Regions from separate parts of the Sus scrofa genome. Here region 2 is linked to region 1. The links are chromatin contacts, called in public Hi-C maps. All regions are on one chromosome and are shown on one strand. Each heading gives the region's core, a stretch centred on a gene start, on an enhancer-like site or on the middle of the called end of the contact. The rest is flanking DNA. Distances are from core to core; before and after follow the strand shown.

Region 1 (6,594 bases), core at 1,201-3,700:
TTTCATAGGAAATTTAAAGCAATCAGGAAAAGAAACTCCCCTACAAAGTTTAAAAACAGCAACTAGAAAACACATCTTGTTTGTTTATTATGAACAAAATGCTCCAGTTTTCTTGCGGTGCAGTGGGATCTGGCATTGTCAATGCAGAGGCTTGTATCACTGCTGTGGTTCGATCCCTAGCCTAGGAACTTCCACATACCGTGGACAAGGTAAAAAAAAAAAATTTTTTAAGAAAGAAAATGCTGAGAACAGTAATTAGGATTATAAATTTAGTTGAGAGTAAATGAGAGCTAGATTAGTAACTAAAACTGCCTGTAAACACTTGTACAATGGTTATCCTCCTGGATGTGGTTTGCAAAAGAACCCAGTGGATATCTGAAGAGCAGGGGACCTGTTCCAGGCTCTGCCTGGGTGAGAAGTCCTCATTGTTTCATAAGCCAAGAAAAATTCCCCAGCTCACCGCTGCCTCCTCGCTGGAAAAACCCGGAAGCTCCCTTCTCAGCACTCCTAGAGCACAGCCTGGACTGTCTGGCTGCCCCCCACTTCCTTAGCACTTTCCTTTGTGCCTGGCAGTTTAACTTTGAGCCTCAGAAGTCCATTAAAACTCCCTTGCGGGTCCTTGGGGGACCACTGGCCTTTGTAAGCTCCACAACCAAACAGCAGCCTTGCACGAATTCTCGGGAGCCCTCCTTAGGGCCCCTCCAGACTGGCAGAGACCCCAGGGATTTACTTCCCACCTTCTGGAAATACAACTCAAAGCTCACCACTCACTCCTCCCCTTTCCCCAGGATTTTACATTGAAATCATCCCCCCCCATCCCACCCCGTTTTTACCTTTTCTTGCTGTCCTTAAGGATTTGTATACTAGTTTTTCATTTGTTTTTAGGACATGAACTTCTCACCAGGAAATGAAAATCACAGAGAAAGTAGTAAGTCACAGCTCCCCCTCCCTAGCTCAGGGGAAGCCTCGCTGGCAAGGCTCAGACGTTTACATCTTCAGGTCAAATTGTTCCAAACAATAGGTGCCCTTAGGTTTCCCCTTACTGGGCAGAATGTACCCAAATTCACTGGTTTCCTACCCCACACGGGATTTCTCTGGGGTTTTTAGAGGGTTTCTTTAAATTAGTTCAATCTTAATCTAATTAGCCCACAAAGAGATGCACATAAAATATTATTTCTCTCCTATCAAGATGGCAAAAAAATTAAAATGGAGCTTGACAATACCCTGTTTGAGCCATCTTGCTGGGAAGCTGATACAGTCTTGCACCACTGGAGGGGTTCCGAATCAAGAGTCTTAAATATGTGCATACCCTTCCCAGTAATCCCATTTCTAGGAAAATATCCTAAGGAAATAATCAAGAGAGGCCATCAATGATTCATGAACAAAGCATATTCACTGCAAAGCCACAACTGAGAAAAACTGGAGAGGACTTACTTGCCTCCCAGGTAGGGTTTAGCTCCACAACTCCTCCTACAGCTCAGTGATGAAAGGAGGCGCCTCCAGCCTTGCAGTCATCCAGGCGGCAAAGGCTTACTAGGTACCTACTCGGCATCAGGCACTTGGCTGGGTAAACAAAACAGCTAAGTCCCCAGCCCCCGTGGAAGTTGCACTCACTAGAATTCACGATCTCGTAAAACAGTTTTTAAGTTGTTCACATTATGCTTTTCGGGCCGAGGCCGGTTACACACTGTATCACCCCCTCCTCTCTCATCTCCTGCCAAAAGCAATTACCAGTTCCGAACCCTTTTCCCTTCAGTGGCTCTCTCCAGTCTCCCTAGACCTCTTCATTCCTTTTCCAAGGCAGATCCTAAGGCTCCGAGGTAACCTGATAACAGCGGGAAGAACACCAACATGGAAGTCTTCCGATTGGTTTCTAGTTCCAGGAAGTTGCCGTCTTCAGGCAAATCACATCACCTCCGGGTCTGTTTCTAACCAGAATAAAGAAAGAAAGGGCTGGACCAGTCTTCTGGGTTCTCTGAGTCCAATCATCTTTGGCTCTGTGAAAGAACCATCCATAGATGAGAGAGTCTTAACCCGCCGTTCAAGGGAGCGGGAGACCGAGACCCCCAGCCCCCAGGAACTGCGCATTTCTGGCTGGAGGAGGGGCTGGGAGGCTGGGCCCGGGGCCCTTCACCCATCCAGTGTTTTCCTGAAAGGGCAGTGGGACGGTCTCCATTTTCACTGCTGCAGAAGACAGGAACTCGGGTCATTATAGTAGTTGGTTTATTGATTACCAACTGGGAGACAGATAAATAAACAGAGTTGCAGAAGTTTACACATGATCTTAGAATATGCTGGAGGCTCCTCCTTTCATTTAGGACCCCCTTCCTGCCGGCCCTTGTCCCCTACTGTGCTCTTCTGCTTTGAAAAGGGCAGTCAGAAAGAATCAATCCTTGTCCTCACCTCAGAACGAGAGAGCAATTTGCAACTCAGAAGAGCAGTTGGACTTTGACCCTTGCAGTTAAGAGCTGCTCTGAGAAATTTCCTGTGACCTGTTGAAGTTTGCTGCGTCGAAGCAGTAAGGAGTTTTGACATTAATGTCGATTTAAATCAGGAGTAAAAAAGGCGGTTCAGCGTCAGGGTTCTACCAGCTCCTTGAAATTGTGCATAAAAGTGAGTTTGTGTGTATGTCTGTAGGCACATTTTACTAGAGAATGTTCACAGCTTTCCTTGGATTCTCAAAGGGACTTACGAGCTGCCCAAAGATTCAAGTTGCTTCAAGTGACAAGTGGGTGCTAGTAAGGGGGAGCTGGGGTGCGAGTCCATGGGAGTGGAAGAGGGAGAAGGAAAAGTGGGGGAGGAGGTATTCCAGTAAAGACTTCACAAAACAGCAGGACTATGGCATGGGTAGCATTTCTTGTGCTCTTACTCTATGCCAGGTATGGTTCTAGACTAAAATATACAAGGACTGGTTCATTCGTATATCAACTTTATGATGTAAATAAGATTATTGTTTTGGCTTTGTAGAGTTGCTCATTTAATAAATATTTACCATGTATCAGGCACTGTTCCCAGAGCTGGGGATATAGTAGGTAATGAAACAGTCGAAAATACCTCCTTTGTGGAGCTTACATTCCTGTGGGGAGATAAATAAGGAAACCAGGTTTGCAGAGATAAACAAGTGATAAACAAGGGTCTTCAGCTAGTAAGCAGTAGAGATTTGAACCCAGGTGGTATGGCACTAGAAGCTGCTTTTTGTTTGTTTGTTTGTTTTATAAGGAATAGATAATAACGTTGAACAGTTGAAAACTAAAAAATTCTTTGCCACAAAAAATACCAAAAATTAAAATGAAAAGTGAGAAAATATTAACATTTCGTAGAGCAAAGGATAGCTCAAAAATATTTTTAGATAAGTCAAAACCAAAAATACACATTAAAAATGAATATGCAGGAGTTCCCGTCATGGCGCAGTGGTTAATGAATCCGACTAGGAACCATGAGGTTGCGGGTTCGGTCCCTGCCCTTGCTCAGTGGGTTAACAATCCGGCGTTGCCGTGAGCTGTGGTGTAGGTTGCAGACGTGGCTCAGATCCTGTGTTGCTGTGGCTCTGGTGTAGGCCGGTGGCTACAGCTCCGATTCGACCCCTAGCCTGGGAACCTCCATATGCCGCGGGAGCGGCCCAAGAAATAGCAAAAAGACAAAATAAATAAATAAATAAATAAATAAATAATGAATATGCAAAGATTACTAAAATAACTCAGAAGAGGAAATATATATGATCAATAATGTTGAATACTGGCTTCCTGAATTATGATTACAACATTTTGTTTAGGGAGTTCCCTGGTGGTCTAGTGGTTAGGATTCAGCATTTGTACTGCTGTAGCAAACCCCCCCCCACACACACGGAAACAAACAGAAAGTCTGTTTATTGCTTGCCCAGTAAGGTAGAGCTTTACATTTGACAGCTTCTTAGTAAACATCAGAGGGCAAAGGGTGGAATCTGGATATTTACTGAGAATTTGGAGACTAGCCTTAACCAGGTCTTAACCCACTGCACCATGGTGGGAACGCCTCAATTAGACTTTTAAGAAACCTTGAGACACATCATTGACATTCAACAAATTTCACATACTTAAGGTATACAGTGTTAAGTTTTGACATGAGTCAGGAAACTATCTCTACAATTAAGATTATAAATATATTTGTCACTTCCAAAGGTTCTTTGTGACTGTCATTCTGCCCCTAGCCTCCATCTCCAAGCAGCAACAGTCACTGCACATTATTTGCATTTTTTGTTTGAATTTATACAAATAGAATTCTATAGCATGAATTTATTTTTTGCCTGCTCTTTTTACTCAGAATAATTGTTTTGAAATGCATCTATGTTATATGTATCAAATGTTTGCTCCTTTTTATTGCTGAGTAGTATTCCATTGTATATCACAAATTATTTATCCACTCATCTGTATAGGGTTGCTCCTGAGGCATATGGTGGTTCCCGGGCTAGGGGTTGAATCAGAGGTATAGCCACGGGCCTACACCACAGCCGCAGCAAGATCTGAGCCGCATCTTCAAACTATACCACAGCTCACGGCAGTGTCAGATCCTTAACCTGCTGAGCGAGGCCAGGGATTGAACCTTCGTCCTCATGGATACTAGTCAGATTCATTTCCGCTGAGCCACGGCGGGAACTCATGTCCATTCATCTGTAATGCCAATTGGGTTGATTCGTTTTTGGCTATTGCAAATAAAACTGTGATTAATATTCACATACAAGTATTTGTGTAGACATATGCTTTTACTTCTCTTCAGTAATTAATTACCTTAGAATGACTGGATTATATGATAGGTGTATGTCAAACTTTAAAATTTTTTTTCTCTTTTTTTTTTTTTAGGGCTGCACCCGTGGCATATGGAGGTTCCCAGGCTAGGGGTCTAATTGGATCTGCAGCTGCCGGTCTATACCACAGTTACAGCAGTGCAGGATCCAAGCCACATCTGCCCTATACCACAGCTCAAGGCAATGTGGGATCCTTAACCCACTGAGCAAGGCCAAGGATTGAACCCACAACCTCATGGTTCCTAGTTAGAATTGTTTCTGCTGCTCCACAGTGGGAACTCCCCAAATTTTGTATTTGTATGTAATTATTCTTTTTTTAATTTTTTTTATTTTTGGCTGCACTCACAGCATGTGGAAATTTCTGGGCCAGGGATAGAATCCCAGCCATAGCAGCAACCAGAGCTGCGGTAGTGACATTGCCAGATTCTTAACCTTTTGTGCCAAAAGGGAACTCCTATTTTTATTTTTAATTTAATTTTTTTTAAGGGCTGCACCCACAGCATATGAAAGTTCCCAGGCTAGGGGTCGAATCGGAGCTATAGCTGCCAGCCTACCACGGCCACAGCATGTGGAAGTTTCCAGGCCAGAGATTGAACTCATCACAGCAGGGGCCAGATCCATGGCAGTGATAACACCAATCCTTAACCTGCTGAGCCACAAGGGAATCCTATGTCAAAGTTTTTAAAAAGTCATCGAACTGTTTTCCAAAGTAGATGTACTATTTTCCATTGCTCTCAGCAGTACATGAGAATTTCATTTGCTCTACGTCCCCACCAATATTTGGTATGGTCAGTCCTTTCCACTTTAGCCGTTTTTCAGAGGTATATATTGATATCACTCTTGAATTTCCTTTTTTTTTTTTTTTTTTTTTTTGTCTTTTAGGGCTGCACCCATAGCATATGGAAGTTCCCAGGGTAGGATTCAAATCAGAGCTGTAGCCACTGGCCTACACCACAGCCACAGCAACACCAGATCCTTAACCCACTGAGCGAGGCCAGGGATCGAACCTGTGTCCTCATAGATGCTAGTCAGATTTGTTTCCACTGAGCCATGACAGGAACTCCCTGAATTCCCATTTCTGAGATAATGATGCTGAGCATCTTTTTTGTTTCCTCTCAAAATTCGTATATTGAAGTCCTAACCCACAATACCTCAGAATGTGACTATATTTGGAGATAAGGTCTTTAAAGAGCTAAGTTACAATGAGGTCCTTAGGGTTGGCCCTAATCCAATAGGACAGGTATCCTTATGAGAAGAGGAAATTGGGACTCAGGCACGCACTGAGAGAAGACCATGTGAAGACAGAAGTTCTGTCTGTAAGACAAGATTCTATCTGTAAAACAAGGAGAGAAGCCTCTGAAGAAACCACTTCTGCTGACACCTAGACTTCTAGCCTCTGGAATCATGAGAAAATACATTTCTGGAGTTCCCGTCGTGGCGCAGTGGTTAACGAATCCAACTAGGAACCATAAGGTTGTGGGTTCGGTCCCTGCCCTTGCTCAGTGGGTTAAGGATCCAGTGTTGCTGTGAGCTGTGGTGTAGGTTGCAGACGCAGCTCGGATCCCGTGTTGCTGTGGCTCTGGTGTAGGCCGGTGGCTACAGCTCCGATTCGACCCCAGCCTGGGAATCTCCATATGCCGTGGGAGCGGCCCAAAGAAATAGCAAAAAGACAAAAAAAAACAAAAAAAAGAAAAGAAAAGAAAATATATTTCTGTTGTTTAAACCAACAGTCTGTGGTACTTTGCTCCCAAGATGCCACCAATCCCACTGCACCACAGTGGGAACTCTGTGGTACTTTGCCAGATCAGTCCTAG
Region 2 (7,071 bases), core at 1,796-4,295, 50 kb before region 1:
ATTTCCCCTATCCCCAAATCTTAACAGAAATTAAAAAAAAAAAAAAAAAAAAAAAAGCCATCGGGCTTTTCTCCAACTCCACCAGAATTTAATTTAGATTGAGCAACTAATAAATGTGTTCGGTTTTGCAACATAAATTATCAAAAGGCTTTTCGAGTCTGTCAAACTCCAGTTCAAAAACAGGTGTTTTCAGAGCACTTTGAATGACAAGGTCAAATTCACTTTTTTAATTATTAGAAGAGAAGGGAAGGCAGAATTTTCTTAACCTTCCTTAAGACAACATGCGTGACGGGTGGGGGGGAATAACTGCTGGGGAGAAACTGCCTCGCACCGGGCCCTTATCTGGCGAAACAGAAATTCCTAGTCTTCTGAGTGCCTGGAGTCATTGAATGTTAGAAGGAGAAATTAAAAACAAAGAAACCTACGAGGGTCAGAGTTTCTAGAGCAAACTCTGCACCGCCCTACCACCCCAAGAAGCCCCGCTACCCAAACAGCCCCCGCCCCTGCCGCCCCCCACCCCCCACGTAAACACACAAAGACAAGAGCTGCACCCACGATTCGCTCACAGTCCTCACTTCCCTTTGTAGGATAACGGCAGTCCCCAAACTTCCCCGCGGTGGTTTTTGGGTGTCGTCGGGGCTGAGTCCCCTGATCGTGCGGGCTGCGCACGGCTCGGCTGGGGTGGGGGGGCCCTCGCCGCGCTCGCGGGTTTCCCCGAAAGCAGTCAAACGCCTCCCGGTTCCCACTCCGGTGCTCCGCGGCCGCCCCAGGCTGCGCTTCCCCCCACATACACACACCCCGGCACGCGGCGACGGCCGACACAGAGACACCCAGGCAGCAAACAGAACCGCTCCCAGGCGGATCGGTGCGTAAACACAACTGCGGTCGGGAGGAAAGTTCCTGTGGAGAGCTGCCCGCCCGGGCGGGGGCGGCGGCGGCGGCGGCGGCAGCGGCAGCGGCGGGAACCGAGCGCGTCCCTCGCTGCCGCCTCCCTCACCTGCGCCGGAACAACGGGCCCTGCGCCCGCCCGCCCACCCGGCCGGCCCGGCGCCTCCCGCAGGCCGCGCCTCCCGCACGCCGCGTTGCCGGGGCTTGTTCCTCCTCATGGCTTTGCCCTGACGTAATTCAAACATGGCAACAGTTCGACTTCAAAGGCGGATCCACAGACCTCCCAGACGCAGGCGCCGGTCCCGGGGAGCTGGCCGAGCCCTCGGTCGTCGCAGCAGCCAGCGCCCGGGCTCCAGCGCGGGGCCCCTCGGCTGCCGCTGGCCGCGCGGAAGCACGCTGCCTCTCCGCACACCCGCACCGCGCACTAGTAGCGCCGCGAAAGTTTCCCCGCGAGAGGCCGAGGGACAAAAGCCCCTTCCGAAACTCGCCCGAACTTCGGGGGGCCAGGCCTGCACGGCCCTCCGCCCGGCGGCCGCCCAGAGCGCCCGCCGGGCCCGCAACAGCACATGCGGCTCTTTGTTTTCTGTCCAGCTGGGCGCTGCCTACGTGCAGCAGGAGGGACGTGGGATTGTTTCTCTGAGGGAGATACTAGACGATCGCCCAGGGGAAGGGGCCGGACCCCACGTCCCAAAAGTCCGGGGCCGGTCCTGCCGTCCTCCCCTAGCAGCGGGGCCATTTAATCAAAGTTTTGCAATGTCCTTGATGAGAAACGCCCGGATTCCCCGCCCTGCACCGGCCGAGAGTTGGCGACTTTCACTCTGCTTTTGAAACTGGCAAGACGCCATCATCAGCAAGTCACATTGTCCTGCCGGCCGGCCCCGACAGCACCCGCATCTCCCGGCTGACCGCGAGCCAGAGGCTCAGCCGGACCTGGGAGCAAACCCGGGTCGCAGCCCCAGCACGTGGTCTGTCACGCTCGGCACAAAAAGCAGTGCCCTCCTGAGTTCCCGCACTCCTCCGGCGCAGACAACGCCGCTGCCTCCATCCCCAAGTCAACTTGACTCCGACTGGCCATCTTAAGCCGTACACCGTGGCCCTAGAGAGCGCCGCGGCGCCCAAACCACGCTACAGGTGAATAAATTGCGGACCAAACTTGAGGCTCCAGACACCCCGAACGCCTGCGCTGCCTGGGCGCGGCCCTGGGGAGAAGCGTTTCAGAGCCGGGGCCGCTTCCGAGCGGCCGCGTGCTGCTCATTGTCGCATCCGCATCCCTCCGGAGTTGGGCGGACAACGCCACCCGCATGCACTCCGGCCATGCCGGCACCAAGCCGAAAGGCCAATTTAAACCTCCTCCGCCGGCCAGCTCACAAGTAGACGCAACTTAGTTTTCGAGCGAGGGGCATTCATTGTCCACACTCATCTAAACACGCGCCGGGGGTGGGGGGGCAAGAAACTCAACCACGAGGTCCAACAACGGCGCCCGGCCACTCCCGGGCGCGCGCCCACGCGGGTGCACCGACCCAGGGCCCCTCGGCAGTCGCCAGCAACTCGTTTTCTCTCGGGCCTTTCAGCCACCAGGCTCCTTTTCGCCAGCGAGCACTGCGGCTGAGAAAAGTCATTGTCACCTTCAATGTGGACCCCTCAACTCCGGCGACTCCTCACTCTTCCAGGCTTCACTCACTTCCCCCACCCCAAGACTTTCGGTTTGCCTCAAATACCCTCCCCAATTAAAAAGGACACACTAAACATGCAGATACAAAGAATCTGGGGTCTGAGGACCACGAAAACCGCGCTCCAAGCAATGCCATCTCCAAGACAAAACTTCCTGTGTGCGTATATGAATGTGTGCGTGTGTGTCTGTGGAAGGACTGGGGGAGGTGGTGAGGTGAGGTGAAAAGAGAAAAAAAGCCACTCCGAAATCAAAGCCTCCTGAGACAGTTTTGCACCGCAGTAATGGTTAGAGTCACTCACCTTCCAGAAGCAACCGTTCCACGCGCAATAATGTTTCAGAGGTGGGGAGTGCACGCCAAGCCAACCCACGCTCCAATCGCTCCCTCCTCCTCAACTGCCTTGTCTAGAAAGATTGTCTCCTGCAGTTCTGCAGTTGCCACGGCTGGCGGGGAAGGTGTAGATTCCGCTTTCCTTCTGCGCACGCGCAGCTCCTGGTACAAAATTCTCCTGAATCGAACTTATTTGCATACGGGCGCGCGCGCGTCGAGGGCTGGGAGGGGAGAAGGCCCGGCGGCCGCGCGCGCTCCCGAGGCCTCTATTGTCCTTTTAAGGGGAGAAGCGCCGCGGCGCGGGAAACGCGGCGGCCACAGGGAAACGGGGGCGGGGACTGCTTACTACGGTGACGTCACGTAAACAAACGCCCCCTGGCTGGAGGCCCAGGCTAAGGGGGAGTGGCGAGAGGGGAAAGGCGGAAAGGTTAGCAACCCAGGGAGAACACTGGGCTGCGTGTCGTACTTTACACTCGGAAGCTTTTCGCGCACACCGTTTCGCGTTGAAAAATAGTTTTGAAGGCTGTTTTTGCAAAATTTTCACATCTCTGCCCAGTGTCTGAACTGAAGTGGCAGGGGAGGTGGTCTTCCAAGCGCCCAGATTGAATTAATACTTCTCCCATGTTTCCTAAGTTTTGCTTGAAAAAGGGTTTTTGAATCTTTTTTTTTTTAAATTCTCTGAGGCCAACGGAGATTTGTCTTTCTTGCAGTTTTAATGAGTCGTTTAATAAAGTCCCATTTTGACATTCTGTTCATTCACCAGCTCCCGTCTGCACTCCTCAAAGAGTAACCCACTCCATAATAATTCAGTTTTTTTCTCCACTTTGGCCTTAAGATTTCAAGCCTGTTGCAGTTGAAGAGTTGTTAATTTCCGTGGGAATAGTGTCGCTTTTCTTTTATAGTGGAAAGCCAGTAATCTAGGGACACACATCCCACCTCCAGCTGCTAGTAAAGGGTGATCCAATCACCCAGAAATAATACCACCAACTGGTGGTCTTGGGAATTGAAAAAGTTGCCGGTGAAATGCAGAGTTTCCCTTATGGAATATGTAATAAACCAACAATCTAAATGCTTCTTGCCCCAGAAGAGAAAAAAAAAAAAAAAAACTGAAGAACTGAAGTAAATCTCAGACCAATAAGTGAAAAATGGAAAAAAAATAATTGTGGTACACCTTTATTCCAAGAACACATCTAACACCAACAGGCTGAGACACTGATTTAATGACAGACATGGGGAGACAGGAAGGATGTTTTTCCCAGAAACTTGATATTGGTCCCAAGATGCAAAAGTGTGGACATTAACCATAAAACTTAATCATCTGCTGACAAGTTTCACTGCTTTCACTGTAGTGTCAACAATGTGGACTTAGATATTTCTGATGCAAATCAAAACCACTTTGAGATACCACCTTACACTGGCTAGAATGACCATCATTAAAAAGTCTACAAACAGGAGTTCCCGTTGTGGCTCAGTGGTTAACAAATCCCACTAGGAACCATAAGGTTGCGGGTTCGATCCCTGGCCTCGCTCAGTGGGTTAAGGTCCCGAGTTGCCATGAGCTGTGGTATAGGTTGCAGACGCAGCTCAGATCCAGTGTTGCTGTGGCCCTGGTGTAGGCCGGTGGCTACAGCTCCGATTCGACCCTTAGCCTGGAAACCTCCATATGCCAAGGGAGTGGCCCAAGAAATGGCAAAAGGACCAAAAAAAAAAAAAAAAAAAAAGTCTACAAACAATAAATGCTGGAGAGGGTGTGAAGAAAAAGGAACTCTATTACACTGTTGGTGGGATTGTAATTTGGTACAACCACTGTGGAAAGCAGTATGGAGATTCCTCAGAAAACTAAAAACAGAATTACCATTTGATCCAGCAATCCTTCTCCTGGGCATCTATCCAGAGAAAAACCATGACTCGAAAAGATACATGTGCTCCAATGTTCATTGCAGCACTGCAGTATAATAGCCAAGACATAGAAACAACCAAAATGTCCATCGACAGAGGACTAGATACAGAAGATATGGTACATGTACACAATGGAACATTACTCAGCCATTAAAAGGAAAGAAATAATGCCATTTGCAGCAACATGGATGGACCTAGAAATTATCATGCTAGGTGAAGTCAGTCAGACAGCAAGACATCAACATCATATGGTATCACTTACATGTGGAATCTAAAAAAAAGACACAATGAACTTCCTTGCAGAACAAATACTGACTCACAGACTTTGAAAAATGTATGCTTTCCAAATGAGACAGGTTGGGGGGTGAGGGGATGTGCTGGGGGTTTGGGATGGAAATGTTACAAAATTGGGTCATGATGATCGTTGTACAACTATAAATGTAGTAAAATAGAGTAATTAAAAAGAAATATCAAACTGAAAAAAATAAATAGATAGATATTTCTGAAATGCTAATTTAATGCAAAAGCCAGTTCCTGGTACACACACGATGAACCCACTTCTCAAGTCTTCAATTAATGCTTCTTTTTTTTCTGTAGGCTCTATAGCATACTATTTCTATAACTGTATATGAAACCATACGTTAAATACCTACAAAGGAGAAAAAACCTGACACCCCTCACTAAAACGTTAGCTTCCTAAGGGCAAGAATTTTATATTGTATTCACTTTTGTCTTCTAGTGTCTAAAACAGTGCAGAGCACATAATGAATTCTGAATTTTTGTAAAATAATAAATCAATGGATATTTTCAAACTTAGTATTAGAGATTTATCTCAAGGAAAAAAAAGCTTTAGTTTGGAATTTTTATATTTAACCTAAAATGAGTTTGGAAGTTATAATGGTCACCTCAACTGATATGATGCCTGTCCATATCATAATAAATCAGGTTTAATAACCAGTTTAGTGGCAAACTGGGCTCAAAGCATAAGCTTCCACCTTCTTCTTTCTGAAAAGGATTTTTTAAATTTGGCCCAGGTTGTCTCAAGTACTTATTTGGTTTATGAAAGACCTTCCAAAAATAATTTCACTTTAGAAATTTCAAATTTCACTTTTGAAAGTATGAAAAGTGCAAATATAATAATGTTTTTCAGACTTCAATTATTGCTTGTAAGATATCTTTATATAAATATAAAAATGAATATTTATATAAGATATAAATACATACCTTGAATGCCTTTTCTTTTGAAAGTTTGTGTAAAGAATATATGTAGTAAGGAGTTCCCTTCGTGGCGCAGTGGTTAACGAATCTGACTAGGAACCATGAGGTTGCAGGTTCGATCCCTGGCCTTGCTCAGTGGGTTAAAGGATCTGGCGTTGCCCTGAGCTGTGGTGTAGGCTGCAGACATGGCTCGGATCCTACGTTGCTGTGGCTCTGATGTAGGCCGGTGGCTACAGCTCCGATTCAACCGCTAGCCTGGGAGCCTCCACATGCCGTGGGAGCGGCCCTAGATAAAGCAAAACAAAACAAAACAAAACAACAAACAAAAAATAAATAAATAAAAAGATATCTTAAAAAAAAAAAAAAAGAATATATGTAGTGGGAGTTCTCGTCGTTGCTCAGTGGTTAACGAATCCGATTAGGAACCATGAGGTTGCAGGTTAGATCCCTGGCCTCACTCAGTGGATTAAGGATCTGGTGTAGGCCCACAGCAACAGCTCTGATTTGCCTAAAAGGACAAAAGATCAAAAAAAAAAGAATATTTGTAGTGGAGTTCCCCTTGTTGCTCAGTGGTTAGCGAACTGTACTAGCATCCATGAGGACCTGGGTTCCATCCCTGGCCTCGCTCAGTGGGTTAAGGATCCAGTGTTGCCCTGAGCTGTGGTGTAGGTGGCAGACGCAGCTTGGATCCCACGTTGCTGTGGCTCTGGTGTAGGCCGGCAGCTACAGCTCCGATTGGACCCCTAGCCTGGGAACATCCATATGTCATAGGTGCAGCCCTAAAAAAAGACAAAAGAAGAAAAAGAATATATGTTGTAAGCCACTGCTTTGTAATAATTTGTAATAACTTTTAATACAATGTAATTTATAAAAAATTGAATCGCTGTGTTGTATACCTAAAACTAATATATCATAAATCAACTATACCGAAAAGAAGAAGTTCTCTTGTGGCACAGCAGGTTAAGGATCTGACATTGTCACTGCAGTAGCTTAGGTCGGTTCTATGGCATGGGTTTGATCTCTGGCCCCAGAAAATTCCATTTGTTGCAGACACGGCAAAAAATAT

The links. Hi-C and Micro-C count contacts between places; a contact is called where the count stands out from the background.
Region 2: a Hi-C map of epiblast stem cells shows a contact between it and region 1, with 4 times the contacts expected there. The contact joins the promoter of FAM60A here to the enhancer-like site in region 1. A contact is called at or near these places in 1 of 5 promoter capture datasets (liver), 6 of 47 Hi-C or Micro-C datasets (alveolar macrophages, embryonic fibroblasts, epiblast stem cells and 2 more) and 2 of 2 datasets of contacts at active chromatin or transcription factors (alveolar macrophages and skeletal muscle).

The regions. Positions count from the first base shown.
Region 1 is chr5:42,876,102-42,882,695 of Sscrofa11.1, reverse strand. No RefSeq gene overlaps it. Among named protein-coding and RNA genes, the nearest start is that of FAM60A, 51 kb to the left of the region's middle. Within about 2 kb of position 2,450, at least 46 of the 83 cell types and tissues checked have an H3K27ac peak or open chromatin away from gene starts, as enhancers often do. A contact at or near this core is called in embryonic fibroblasts, epiblast stem cells and skeletal muscle, where this site is marked.
Region 2 is chr5:42,926,419-42,933,489 of Sscrofa11.1, reverse strand. It overlaps FAM60A (protein FAM60A), which reads right to left and starts at 3,045. Exons shown (of 6, transcript XM_021092101.1): 1 at 2,860-3,045.